2 separate regions of the Canis lupus genome follow, and region 2 is linked to region 1. The links are chromatin contacts, called in public Hi-C maps. All regions are on one chromosome and are shown on one strand. Each heading gives the region's core, a stretch centred on a gene start, on an enhancer-like site or on the middle of the called end of the contact. The rest is flanking DNA. Distances are from core to core; before and after follow the strand shown.

Region 1 (5,986 bases), core at 2,794-5,293:
GGCTTGTTTTTCTTTTCACGTGAATCTGGAGCAAAGGGTTATTTTAGACACCTCCCCTCCCCAATCCTCCCCTTCAGGTAAATTTAAGGGTTTTCCTTAAAGAAGCTCACATCCTGCGTCTCCATGGTGATCCTGGAGCATACAGATTTATATTCTGCCAACTTTGAGAGTAAGAAGGTCAGAGATTTATTCAGAAATAAGGATGTAATAAGAGCAAGAGGTTAGGAATGTTTATACCAGCATTTTCCCTTTATATTTAAATATTCAGTACAACACAGGCAGTTTGTTTGGCCAGGTCATTCAACCTCCCCCCCCCACCTCCTTTTCAGACTTGTAATTAAAAGGCATGCACTTGTTGTGATGAGCATCCAGTGTTGTACAGAAGTGTGGAATCACTATATTGTACACCCGAAACTAAAATTACACTGTATGTTAACTAACTGGAATTGAAATAAAAACTTAAAAAGTGGTTAAAACACACACAAAAAAGGAGGCCACCCTGGTGTTGGTCACATCTGAGAATCGCAGCTTGATTATTCACATGGTGTGACAGCCTGCCAACCATACCCAGGTCACAGGGAAGTGCTATTAGAAGTTTGTAGGTTATTGGTTTTAAGAATGCCTAATCACTGAGATGGCAAATAGACCGTATTTATTTATGTATATCTGGGAAGTCTTGTCTGGGGAGGAGTGGAATATGATTATCACGCCAAAAGTTCAAGTTCAGCATGCCCTTAATTCTAAACTTATCTCCTGTGTAATACATTGAAGAGGAAGGATTTGGCCAATGTTTTTCAATACTGCGTACTTCTCCGTTTGCATGATAATCTCAGAGACAAAGAGTACAGAGAAGGTATGAAACACTCATGGATCCCTAAATTCATGAAATCCTTGTCTCTCTAGACTCCTCAACAGGACTGGGGCTAGGGGGGAAGCAAATGGAGCACTCATCATCTCAGGTATTGCATTTCAGGGGCACCCATCAACTCAGTAACAAATGATATTTTAATGCAACATTTAGAATTATTTACATTTTGGATATGCTCATCCACTTTTATATTAATTTAGGTTCTTAAAAATATTGCATTAAGGTATTACTCATTTTGATTACTGTGCTTATTAGTAACCTTTAAATTTTGCCTCTCTGCCAAGTACTTCAGCTCTATGACTGGCTCTACTTCCCAAATGAATTTTCAGAAGATCTAGCCCTACTTGCCACTGCCTTCCATCACATGCCCCTTGAAGGAGGAAACAAGTTGAGAAAGAATCATGGAAAAAATTCTGATGATCAAAAATATAAAAATTAAACAGCAGCGCAATGTACACCCTTGCACTTTGTCCAGCCAACAGATTTTAAAATACATCTGCTGGTGGGAGTGACCACGTAAGGCATAACTTTCATATCCTGACTTTTTTTTTTTTAAAGATTTTATTTATTTATTCATGAGAGACACACAGAGGGAGAGAGAGAGAGGCAGAGACACAGGCAGAGGGAGGAGCAAGCTCCACGCAGGGAGTCCCATGTGGGACTGGATCCCCCGAACCTGGGATCACGACCTGAGCCAAAGGCGGATGCCCAACAACTGAGCCCACCTAGGCGTCCCACATCCCGACTTTTTAAGCGCAGAAGAGCTCTGCTGTCCTCAAGACTGCATTTTAGCACTGCCTCCCCAGCTGCCCCATCCTACGGGGCAGGCGGCAGGCGGCGGGAGACGACAGCATCGGGGAGGGCACTGGGAGAGGATCACCTTGGGGCTCCCTGATCATTTCTGCGACCGTGTGCCGCGCTGGGTACCCAGCTGCTTCGGGGGCCGGCCTCCTTCCTCGCCTTTAATCCTCTTTTTAAACCTTTAAGCCACAGGCAACGATAACCTTTTCCGCTGAGAAAAATGCAATGGAGGGATGGGTTTTACATTCTGGCCCACGCTCAGGGCCGCGCCAGATAAGTAAGCGCTCCGTGGGCCGGGCGCACGGGGGGCCGAGGCTCGCACCCTCGCAGCGCCCGGCCCCGCGCGCTCCACCTCCCCGCGCCCGGCCCCGCGGCGGCCGCAGCCAGGGCCGCGCCCAGGGCCTCCGGGCGCTCGTCCGCGGCCCCCGCGCGGGGCCGTCCCCCGCCCGGCCGCCTACCCCGGCCCCGGCTCCCCGCGGAGGAAATTCTTCCCCGGCAGCCCCGGGCTCGCCTCACGTGACCGGCCGCCGCGGCTGCCAGCGAGAGTTTAAAGGTTACGGAGGAAACTAGCGCGGCCGCGGCCGCTCGCCCCCCGCAGGGCGCGCCCCCCCCCCCCCCCAGCTCGGGCGGCCGCCGGCAGCGCGCCCCTCGGAGCCGCGTCCCCCGAAAGGGGCCCGGACGGGCTCCAGGGTGAATCTGCAGTCACTTCGTGGAACATAAACAAACGCGGACGCAGCCGAGGTCCTCTCCCAAGCTTTCACTTGTCAACAAGTTCCCGCGGCCCGGCAAGTCCAGGACGGGTCCAGGACGGGTCCCCCCGGGGCGACGGCGCCCCCGCCCCCCAAGCAGGGGGACGACCCTCCCCGCCTCCCCTCCCCCGCCGCGGGGGAGCCGAGCGCCCCGGGCCCGCGGGACGCACCGACGGGCCAGCACGCCCCAGCCCGGGGCCGGGGGGCTCCCGGGTCTCCTCCGCAGGCCGCCCCCCGCCCCCCGCCCCCGGGGTCTGCAGCCCGGCAGCCGGGCTCGGTCGCGGAGCCCCGGGGAGATGCGCGGGCCGCCGGCCTCGGGGCGGGGAGCGCAGACCCGGCGTCCGCAGCCCGCAGCCGCCCCCCCCCCCGCGGCGCCCGCCCCCCGGCCCCCGCCCGGCCCCCGCCCGCCGCCGCCACCCGGCCGGCTCGCCCTCTCCGCGGCGGCCTCTCCTCGGCTCACTTTTCCCGTATTGCTCCCCCAACAGGCAAAACTTTCTATTTCCCCAAACACAGGAGCGCGCGCGCGTGCACACACACACACACACACACACACACACACACACACTGACGTCTTTTGCGCATTTCCTGCATTAGAGGGAGGGAGACTGGCTCGCACACCGACGGAGGGAGAGGAGACCGCGGGGGAGCGCGGGCGGGCGGCGAGCGAGCGGCAGCCGAGAGCGGGGACGCGGGGAGCGCGGCGGGCGGGCGCCGGCGCCCGGGAGGTGGGGCCGCGCCGAGTCGCAGTCCCGGCCCCGCCGCCGCCGCCGCCGCCGCCGCCGCCGCCGCCGCCGCCGCGCTGCGCACCGCCCGGTGCCGGCCTGCGCCCCAGCCCGCGCGGCGGCCGTCCCGACCCCGACCCCGACCCCGAGCCCGACCCCGAGCCCGAGCCCGAGCCCGCGCGGGGCTGAGGTTCCGGGCTCCCGGCGCCTCCCGATCGCCGCTTCGCCTCGCCTCGCCTCGCCTCGCCTCGCCCCGGAGGAGGCGGCCGCGCCGGCCGTGCGGCTTGTGGATTCTTAAAAAAAAAACTGGCTCCGAGGAGGACCATTTCCTCTCGACATGCATCCCTCCGGATAGACTGAACATCCCTCGACCCACCCCCCGCCCCGCGCGGCCAGAGGCAGGCGCTGGGTGTGCGAAGAGGATCCGGGTTGAAATCTGCGCCCCCGGCTCTCGTCCCCGCCCCGTCCCACGCCCCCCTCCCCCTCCCGGAGTCGAAATTTCCCGGGGATTATGTTTCGGAAAGGTAGGTGAGCGCCGGGCGCGGCGCCCGCGTCCCCGCAGCCCGAGCCGGGAGCCAGCGAGGCGGCGCCACAGCCCCCGCGGCGCGCAGCGCGGCCGGCAGCTCGGTCCCCTCCGGGAGGCGCTGCGGGGGGCGGGGGGGAGAGGCTCGCTCCGCACGCGGACGTCCCCCGGCTCTCCCCCCCTCCCTGCTTTCCGTTAGGAACCCGGCGAGGAAATACATGCTCCCGCCGAGGACCGCCCGCGCCCGGGCGCAGCGCTCCCAGGTGTAGGGGGAGAGCGGGGTGGGGCGCAGGGGACCCTGCGAGCGCCGGGGCGTCGGCTCTTCACTCCTGCCCTCGGGGCGGACGGAGGGACCCCGGCCCCCGCTGCCCGCCCCGACCATGGTAGTGTTCAATGGCCTCCTTAAGATCAAAATCTGCGAGGCCGTGAGCTTGAAGCCCACAGCCTGGTCGCTGCGCCATGCGGTGGGACCCCGGCCGCAGACTTTCCTCCTCGACCCCTACATCGCCCTCAACGTGGACGACTCGCGCATCGGCCAGACGGCCACCAAGCAGAAGACCAACAGCCCGGCCTGGCACGACGAGTTCGTCACCGATGTGTGCAACGGGCGCAAGATCGAGCTGGCCGTCTTCCACGATGCCCCCATCGGCTACGACGACTTCGTGGCCAACTGCACCATCCAGTTCGAGGAGCTGCTGCAGAACGGGAGCCGGCACTTCGAGGACTGGGTGAGTCCGGGCGCCTCCCGGGCCAGGAGCCCAGCTCGGGGGGCCGCGGGGATGCGCCCACGGCCTTGGCACTGGTCACGGGGCGCCGAGACTTCTTGCCATCTGGGCTGTGTGTGTGCGTGCGTGTGTGTGTGTGTGTGTGTGATGTGTCTCAGCTGCCTTGGGGAAGCATACTCCATTTCGTCGTAGTTGAGAAGTAGGCACTGGAGCCACGGAGACCAGACTTGCAGAGAGAGTAAGGCCCTCTAGCCCCCTTCAGACAATGGGCGCTCCCGGGAGCTTGCAAGCTGCGAGAGCCCCCGGCCCTGGTGCCCAAGGTTGGCGGAGGAGCCGGCGCCTTCCGCAGGCGCGTGGTGGGCTGGCTGCGTGTGTGATTGTGTGTGGGTGGGTTCCTCCGTCCTTGGAGAGGCACGTGGAGCCCTGGACTGAAGGCTCCTTGCACGTCCTGGCTTTGTCCTGCGCAGCAGCGGAGCGAGGGAGCTGCTTTATTTTTCCCTCCGGGAGGAAGCTAGCTTGCTTCGTCGATTCTGTTGCACGGTGGTTAGCTCATCTTCTGACATACGGGGAGAAAAACGTGTTCCTCTCTAGGATCCCTCCTGCAGGGTCCCAGCAACATAAGCCAAGCTGGTTTTGCCCCCATGCATCGCCCATGCATCCAGAATGAGTGTTGTGTTTTAAAAATGGTGCTGCTTGCAAGAAACTGGAAGTCGGTCGGTGCCTTGAATCCTACTTCAAGTTATTCGATTTCCCTGTTTTGATTTTCAGGATACTGTGCAATGAGATACTACCGCTAAGTCTGACATTGACTTAATTGATGACACTGTCAAAATATTAGGGACTTGGGAATGGGCCTTCCTTGTCCAAGTACTGTAAACCAAAGGCGCTAAACCTTGGCACCCAAAGAAGCAGGGAGAACCACCCTTCTTTTAGCTCTTTTTGAAAGGAAGGTGTTAAATTAGGAAATGGATTTCGGTGTTTTCTGATTTGCTACGTGTTTCCAACAAGAGCAGGTGTGGCCCTGGGTACATATGTTTTCAGGTTTCTTCGCTCTACATGAAAAGAGGTATCTGGTCCTCATGGAGAAACATAGAGGAATCCCCTTATAATTATTGAAAACAGACCACTTCATGATTGTCCTAGGGTCAGAGGTCGCGTATGAACCACGTTGGCATGTCACCTTACATATTTTGTAAAAGGAAATGGAGTTTTAGACAAAAATAGGAAAAAGTCTCCTCTCGTTATGCTCACACTGTGATGTAGTCTGCCCCAAAACCATGGTTACGGGGCTTACAGGGAAGCCTCAACTAACCATACCGAGTACAGCCCTGGGAGATTTGTGGCTTACACTTTGGGGAGCAGAATTATGGAATTCCAAAGAACACAGTGCCATTGCACCCCATTCCATTCATCGATGCCCCTTCCTTCTACTGGCCCCCCACCACTGGAGTTCCCACTCACTCCTCATTTCCTTTCCATATATAGGCTCTTTGACTCAGGAAAAGTAGTGCCTCTCTGAGGGGGAGCTTAAGGGATGACCAGTTTCAGGGCCAGACCTTAACACTAAAAATTGTGGTTTTTAAGTTGTTTTAGAACAG
Region 2 (5,579 bases), core at 468-2,967, 730 kb after region 1:
GCTTGTTGAGGAGTCCCATCGGTCGGAAGCTTCAGCTTTCCTCCTCACCGGTTACTGCTTATATTTGGCCAAACGGACCCAGGCACCTCAGGTGGAAGACTTTAAAGCTGAACTTTCTCCCTACACAAGACAGGGCTTTCCTCCTGGACCCTGCCAGTTTCTGCCATGGTACCACCATCCTCTTCTCTCAGGCCTAAATTCAGGCATGTCCCATTGATCTTTGTGCATAATGGCTTTTATAGCTGTCCCTTGGGTGCTATGTTGCTCTCACACACCCTCCTCTCTGTCCCAGAACTTACAAGTCTCCTAAATGGCTACCCTGGGTCTCTCCAATCCTCTCTCATACACAAATGACCACATTAATCTTCCCCTCACACTACCTTAAGTGTGATCCCTGCTCATAAACTTGCAATATTCTCCTAAGGAATGAGCTGGGACTTCAAGGCCTTCCATAATTAGATCTCATAACGTGTTTCCAGACTTGCCTCCCTATTGTAGGCACACTTGCATGAGTGTACACATATGCACACGTGCGTTTTGATTAAGCCAGAATGAGGTACTTACTGTTCCTAGGAGATGTTCCATGGATCCCCACCGCTGTGCTATTATTCTCACCATTTCCCCACTTGGCCTACCCTTCCCCATAATGGACGTGGGTCTAATTCCCTCTCATCCTTCTCACCCCTCCCTCCTCCTTCCACCTTGGTCCTCCTTCCAAGCCCATAGAGAGCCCTGTCCATCTTGAACGCATAACCCCACTTGTCATCGACACCATCTATACAAACGTGGCATCCAGCCAACTGGCAAGTTAGCCAGAGCACGTGTTGTCATGCCCCTGTTGAAAAGCAGAAGCTGTGCCTAAGGAGGTAAAGAGATCTGTCGCCTCAGGTCTGCATGGCCATGGGTCGTTCCAGCAGAACTAGTCCTGGTCTCCAGCGCAGGCCTCCCCAGCTTCCCCTACAATGCCAGAGGCAGAGGAGCAGAGAGGGCTGGGGGGGTGGGGGGTGACATTCATGCTCCAAAGACCCTGAGGAGAAGCAGTGAATAACGGTTGGCTCCCCAGTCAGCCAGAAAAAATAGGGCACGCTCGGCTTCAGGAAGCATCCAGCACAGTGCCCTCCATGTGAGCAGCCACACCTAGCACCGAGGAGTGGGCCGCTTCCTAGAACAGCCCCCTTGCCCTGTGGTAGGAACACGAGGGGGCAGTATTTCTGGTTTCCCTGGAGGTAGGGCTGACTGAGGCAACTGCCGTCTTTGCCCGTTTCCTTGTTGTCACATTGACTCGGGGGAGTTCCGCACCACTGGTCAGACTGTGTAGGAAACAGTGGCCAGGCCTACAAGACAGGGCGCCTTTGTCCACAGCTGACACCCTGGCCCAGAGCCCAGCTCAGCTTCAGGGGAAGATTTAGGTCAGAGGAAAATGCGGGTGGGGGTGGCTGCAGCCTTAAAATCTGTTTTAGCACGAGATTAGGGAGCTGTTTCCCTCTTCCCACGGTCACACCCATGTCCCCTGGAGCAGGGAGCAGGGGAGGCCTGGCCTTACCTTAGTAATTACGACGGACTCTGAGGAGAAGCTATTGCTAGGCCTGATTAACTCTGCAGAGAAAGCTCTTTGGCAAATTCCCATCGTGCTAGCAAGTCCCCAGGCCGTTTTGTGAGGCTGTCACCGCTCTCCTCCAGTCAGCTCAAGTCAGAAAATCTTTACTTACCTCTTCTGAGCGTGCAGACCCATGTGGAGATGTGATGGGAGACAAGCTTCCAGTCAACAAGAGGTGGCCACAGAGCTGGGAAGAACTTCCAAAGAAATGAGCTTCAAGAGGCAACAAAAAAAGGGGGGCAGGGCGTTGTCCTGAGTCATTCAGAGTTTGAGGACTGTGTCTGCTTTATATTAAGTTCATTTTCTATGGCGTTTCAAGAAACTCTGCTCAAACAGGATTTACTAGGAGCAGCCCCCTCCTGACCTGCTGCCATTATTTTCTCTTTAAAGACATTTTCCCAAAAGCTCCTTTTCACAGGGATCACCCAAAGAACTCATCTTGAAGGCCAGTTCTTATCATTCGTGCATCTCTATGGGGTTAGCAAATAGGTTTCAGTTTCCTGCATCTTTTACAAAAAGGGGTCACCTGTGCAGGCCTGGCTTTTCTGGGCAGGCTGCAAGGCTTTTCTGCTGGCCTCGCCCACCATCTGCTGGATGAAAGTGGTACTGGTGCCAGGGAGAGGCCTCGCCTCCAACGGAGGCTTCTGGAGCAAACTTGAACCTCACCCAGGGGAGGGCCATGAAAAAAAAGAATCACTTTTAACTGCCAGTCATTGATTTCATGTGCTACAGCAGAGGTGCACTGAACGGTATACTTCGTAGCTGTTGTGTTTTCACCGTTTCCAGTGTGTCCTGCCTTACTCACCACTCAACAAGCACACAGCTGAGCACCTACTACGTGCCAGGTCGTGTTAGGTGCTGGGGCAGAGATGAGTCAGTCTCTGTCTGAAAGAAAGAAAAGAAAGAAAGAAAGAAAGAAAGAAAGAAAGAAAGAAAGAAAGAAAGAAAGAAAGAAAGAAAGAAAGAAAGAAAGAAAGAAAGAAAAAGAGAAAAAGGCCTGAGGTTCAGAAGTCCAGAAACATGTGAGAGCCCACAGTAACATGGCAATGTAATGAGTGTCACAAGGGAGACGTCCCACGTGCCACAAGATCTCAAAGGTGAAAATCTGCTTGGGGCAGACAGGGGGACATGGTCCCACGGGAACAGAGGAGATGAGGAGGTGACAGGTGGGGGTAAGCAGCCAAAGCAGAGGGCAAGAGAAGGCTCAGGCAAGTCTTGCCAAGAGTCCCACCACCGCCTTCCCTCCCCATCAAGCAAACCCTTCGCTGGGAACCTGGAGGGGCGGCTAGAGAAGGGCAGAGAAGGAGGGTTATGGGGTCTGCTTGAAAAGAATTTGTGGGGGATTCCCAGGTGGCTCAGAGGTTTAACACCTGCCTTCTGCCTGGGACCTGATCCTGGAGTCCCGGGATCAAGTCCCACATCAGGCACCCTGCATGGAGCCTGCATCTCCCTCTGCCTCTCTCTCTCATAAATAAATAAAATCTTTAAAAAAAAAAAAAAAAAGAAAGAAAGAAAGAAAGAAAAGAAAAAAAAGAAAAGAAAAGAAAAGAACTTGTGGGGGCTGTAGGGCCCCCAGCTCAGCCCGCAGGGGTGGTACACTGAGTGCTGTGGCCAAGAGGAAGGAGGACACCAGATGGGATCTCAGTTCGCCACTTCACAGCTGTGACATGGGCAGATCATTTAACTTCTGCGAGCCACCGTTTCTTCCCGCACAAACAGGGATAAGGACAATCCCTCCAGAGGGAAATGAAACGCAAAGCCCGCGGGCCCAGTGCAGGCCTGACACACACAGGCCGTCCTAAAGGGACGCCCAGGCCCTGCCTGCTGTGCGGCGCCCCATCACCGCGCCCAGAGGCCCCCACGCCCCCCAGGTTCCTGTCCACGATGTATTGCTCCCCACTTGATCTCCCTGGAGCGCAGATGTCCACAAAGCCAATGCTAAAGATCTGGGGTGCCATCAGGCGCTCTCTGGATCTGGATCCCCTTCCAAGGGCCCTGGGGGTCAGCTTTTCTGGGCGGCCTTTTGATGATCCCACAAAGGATGGGGATTCGGAATCTTGGAAAACCTCGTGGGCGGAAAGCCTCCCCGTGAGGACCGATGAGGACCACAAGGGGGCGGCATTGGCCAACAGGTGCTTCACGGCCTGGGTTACCCCGTTCCGCTGGCCGCGGGAGGGGGGATGCCGCTGCACAAAGGTGGAGAGGCCAGCTCTTTCCTGGAATAAGTTTATTCTATGTCAACTCTCATGAGATGGAAGGAGAGTGTCAGATGAAACGTTCGAGGAGGAGGCTTTTTTGAGGGCGACATCGATGTCAGGGGAGACTTTCCATCGCCTCTCTCAGCCACCCCGAAGGCCCGCTGGGGGCGGCTCTGATGGCAGGTGCACCTCCGCCCGCAAGCCCACCTGTCGTCCCGCGGGAACCACCGTGACAGCGAAGCAGGGCAGGCTTACCTGCCCCTGTTCTTACGCACAGAGGCTGCACTTTTGGAGGGTTTCTATGACTTGCCAGGGTCTTGGCTTAGCTAGTGGTACAGCTTGGGCCAGAGCCCCAGGATCCCTGTCACCAGAGCAGATCTTCCACCGCACTCCACGGGTCCCCTCCTCTGGCCCCAAATGAACGAATCAGAAGCTGTTACTAAGAGCCACTGCGACCAAGTCTGTAGAGTCTCCACAGAGCCCTCCCGCTCTGATGCAAACCCAGAATCTCAGCCTCAAGTGGGCTCTTCATTGGAATATCCCTCCCATCAAGAGCTCCAACCTGGTTCGAGAATAAGGACACCTATTTTCCGGCTTCTCCGGGTCACCACAGGCGGGCTTTGCTTGAACAAGCCCAGGGTATGAATGGCCATTGGATTTGCATTAATTACACACAGGAGGAAAGCAGTATGATGAAATTATGCACAAAATTCCTTTAAATAGCAAAGTTCCCACGCCCATCACCCTACTTCCCAAGCATTTAAAATAGAGTTACACGTACAAGAGTTCACTTTACACCCAGCTGTATGGAAATGCATCGACTGCTAATTTACCCACATCAAAGTAGAGGGGATCAAACGAGGAAAGTGGGGAGGAAGGGAGGCCTCTGGTTCTGCTGGGTGTGTGAAGGCGCAGCTCCTCAGCCCTCTGGCCTGCCTCCTGTTACACCGGCCAGCCTGGCCAGGGCCATGGGCTAAGCCAACTCCTGTTGACCCCCACCCCGTGAGCGCAGCAGTATGCCCTACCCCACCCAGCCTCTAACCTAGGGGGAGAGATGCAACAGGCACCAGGTCATCTTAACAGCAAGCAGCAGAGACACAAAGCACACAGTTTCACAAGTGGCAGTAGACGGGATGGATCCCCCAAAGGTTGGAGGGGGACGTTAATAGTTGGAGAGGAAGGAGAGAAAGTTTTGTGGGCTAAGGAAACTGCCAGCAATGAAGCTCCGAAGGCAGTCTCGGGGGTATCAGGGAACGTCAGGAAGCATTCCTGCTCTCTCCATCCTGATTATGTATTCCACCAAGGTAAGAGCTGCCTATGATGATCCTTGGTGTTCCCGTCCGCACCTAGCACTGGGTCAGGAGCCTGGAAGCAGTGCATTATTGTTTTGGGTGAACTTCTCAAAAGACAGGACATTCCCCCGAGGATCCTGAGACAAGTATGTTGAAAGGGAATTGAACTCCCAGTATACACACGCTGTGCCAGGGACCAATTTACTGCCTCTTGGCTACAAATCCAGCCTTCATTGCCCTGGTCCCCGAGCTGAAGCCAGAGCTTGTAAACATTCTCCTGTTTTGTCTGTAGAGGGCGCCAGAGAGACACCACAGGAGGAAGGTACACCTTCCTCTTTTGGACTCCTTCAGGCCCATCTGGTGACACTAAGCTTCTGGGAGTCTCAGGAGCACCTTAGGGGCAGCTTCACAACGAGCTGAGGTTCTCTCCAGTGACTTTCTGTTAAGTTCCACACCAGACCCTAGGCAGCTTCCTGGTGAGTTCTGTTGGCA

What was found. Hi-C and Micro-C count contacts between places; a contact is called where the count stands out from the background.
Region 2: a contact with region 1 is called in a Hi-C map of skin fibroblasts, with 5 times the contacts expected there. The contact joins the enhancer-like site here to the promoter of PRKCE in region 1. A contact is called at or near these places in 2 of 9 Hi-C or Micro-C datasets (amygdala and skin fibroblasts).

What each region holds. Positions count from the first base shown.
Region 1 is chr10:49,026,062-49,032,047 of UU_Cfam_GSD_1.0, forward strand. It overlaps PRKCE (protein kinase C epsilon type), which reads left to right and starts at 4,044. Exons shown (of 15, transcript XM_038551201.1): 1 at 4,044-4,391. The coding sequence starts at 4,044. It overlaps LOC119876732 (a long non-coding RNA gene), which reads left to right. Exons shown (of 4, transcript XR_005365862.1): 4 at 1-1,265.
Region 2 is chr10:49,754,199-49,759,777 of UU_Cfam_GSD_1.0, forward strand. LOC111097737 (a long non-coding RNA gene) reads right to left here. Exons shown (of 3, transcript XR_005365872.1): 2 at 1,710-1,810. Among named protein-coding and RNA genes, the nearest start is that of TMEM247, 8.9 kb to the right of the region's middle. Within about 2 kb of position 1,718, at least 7 of the 20 cell types and tissues checked have an H3K27ac peak or open chromatin away from gene starts, as enhancers often do.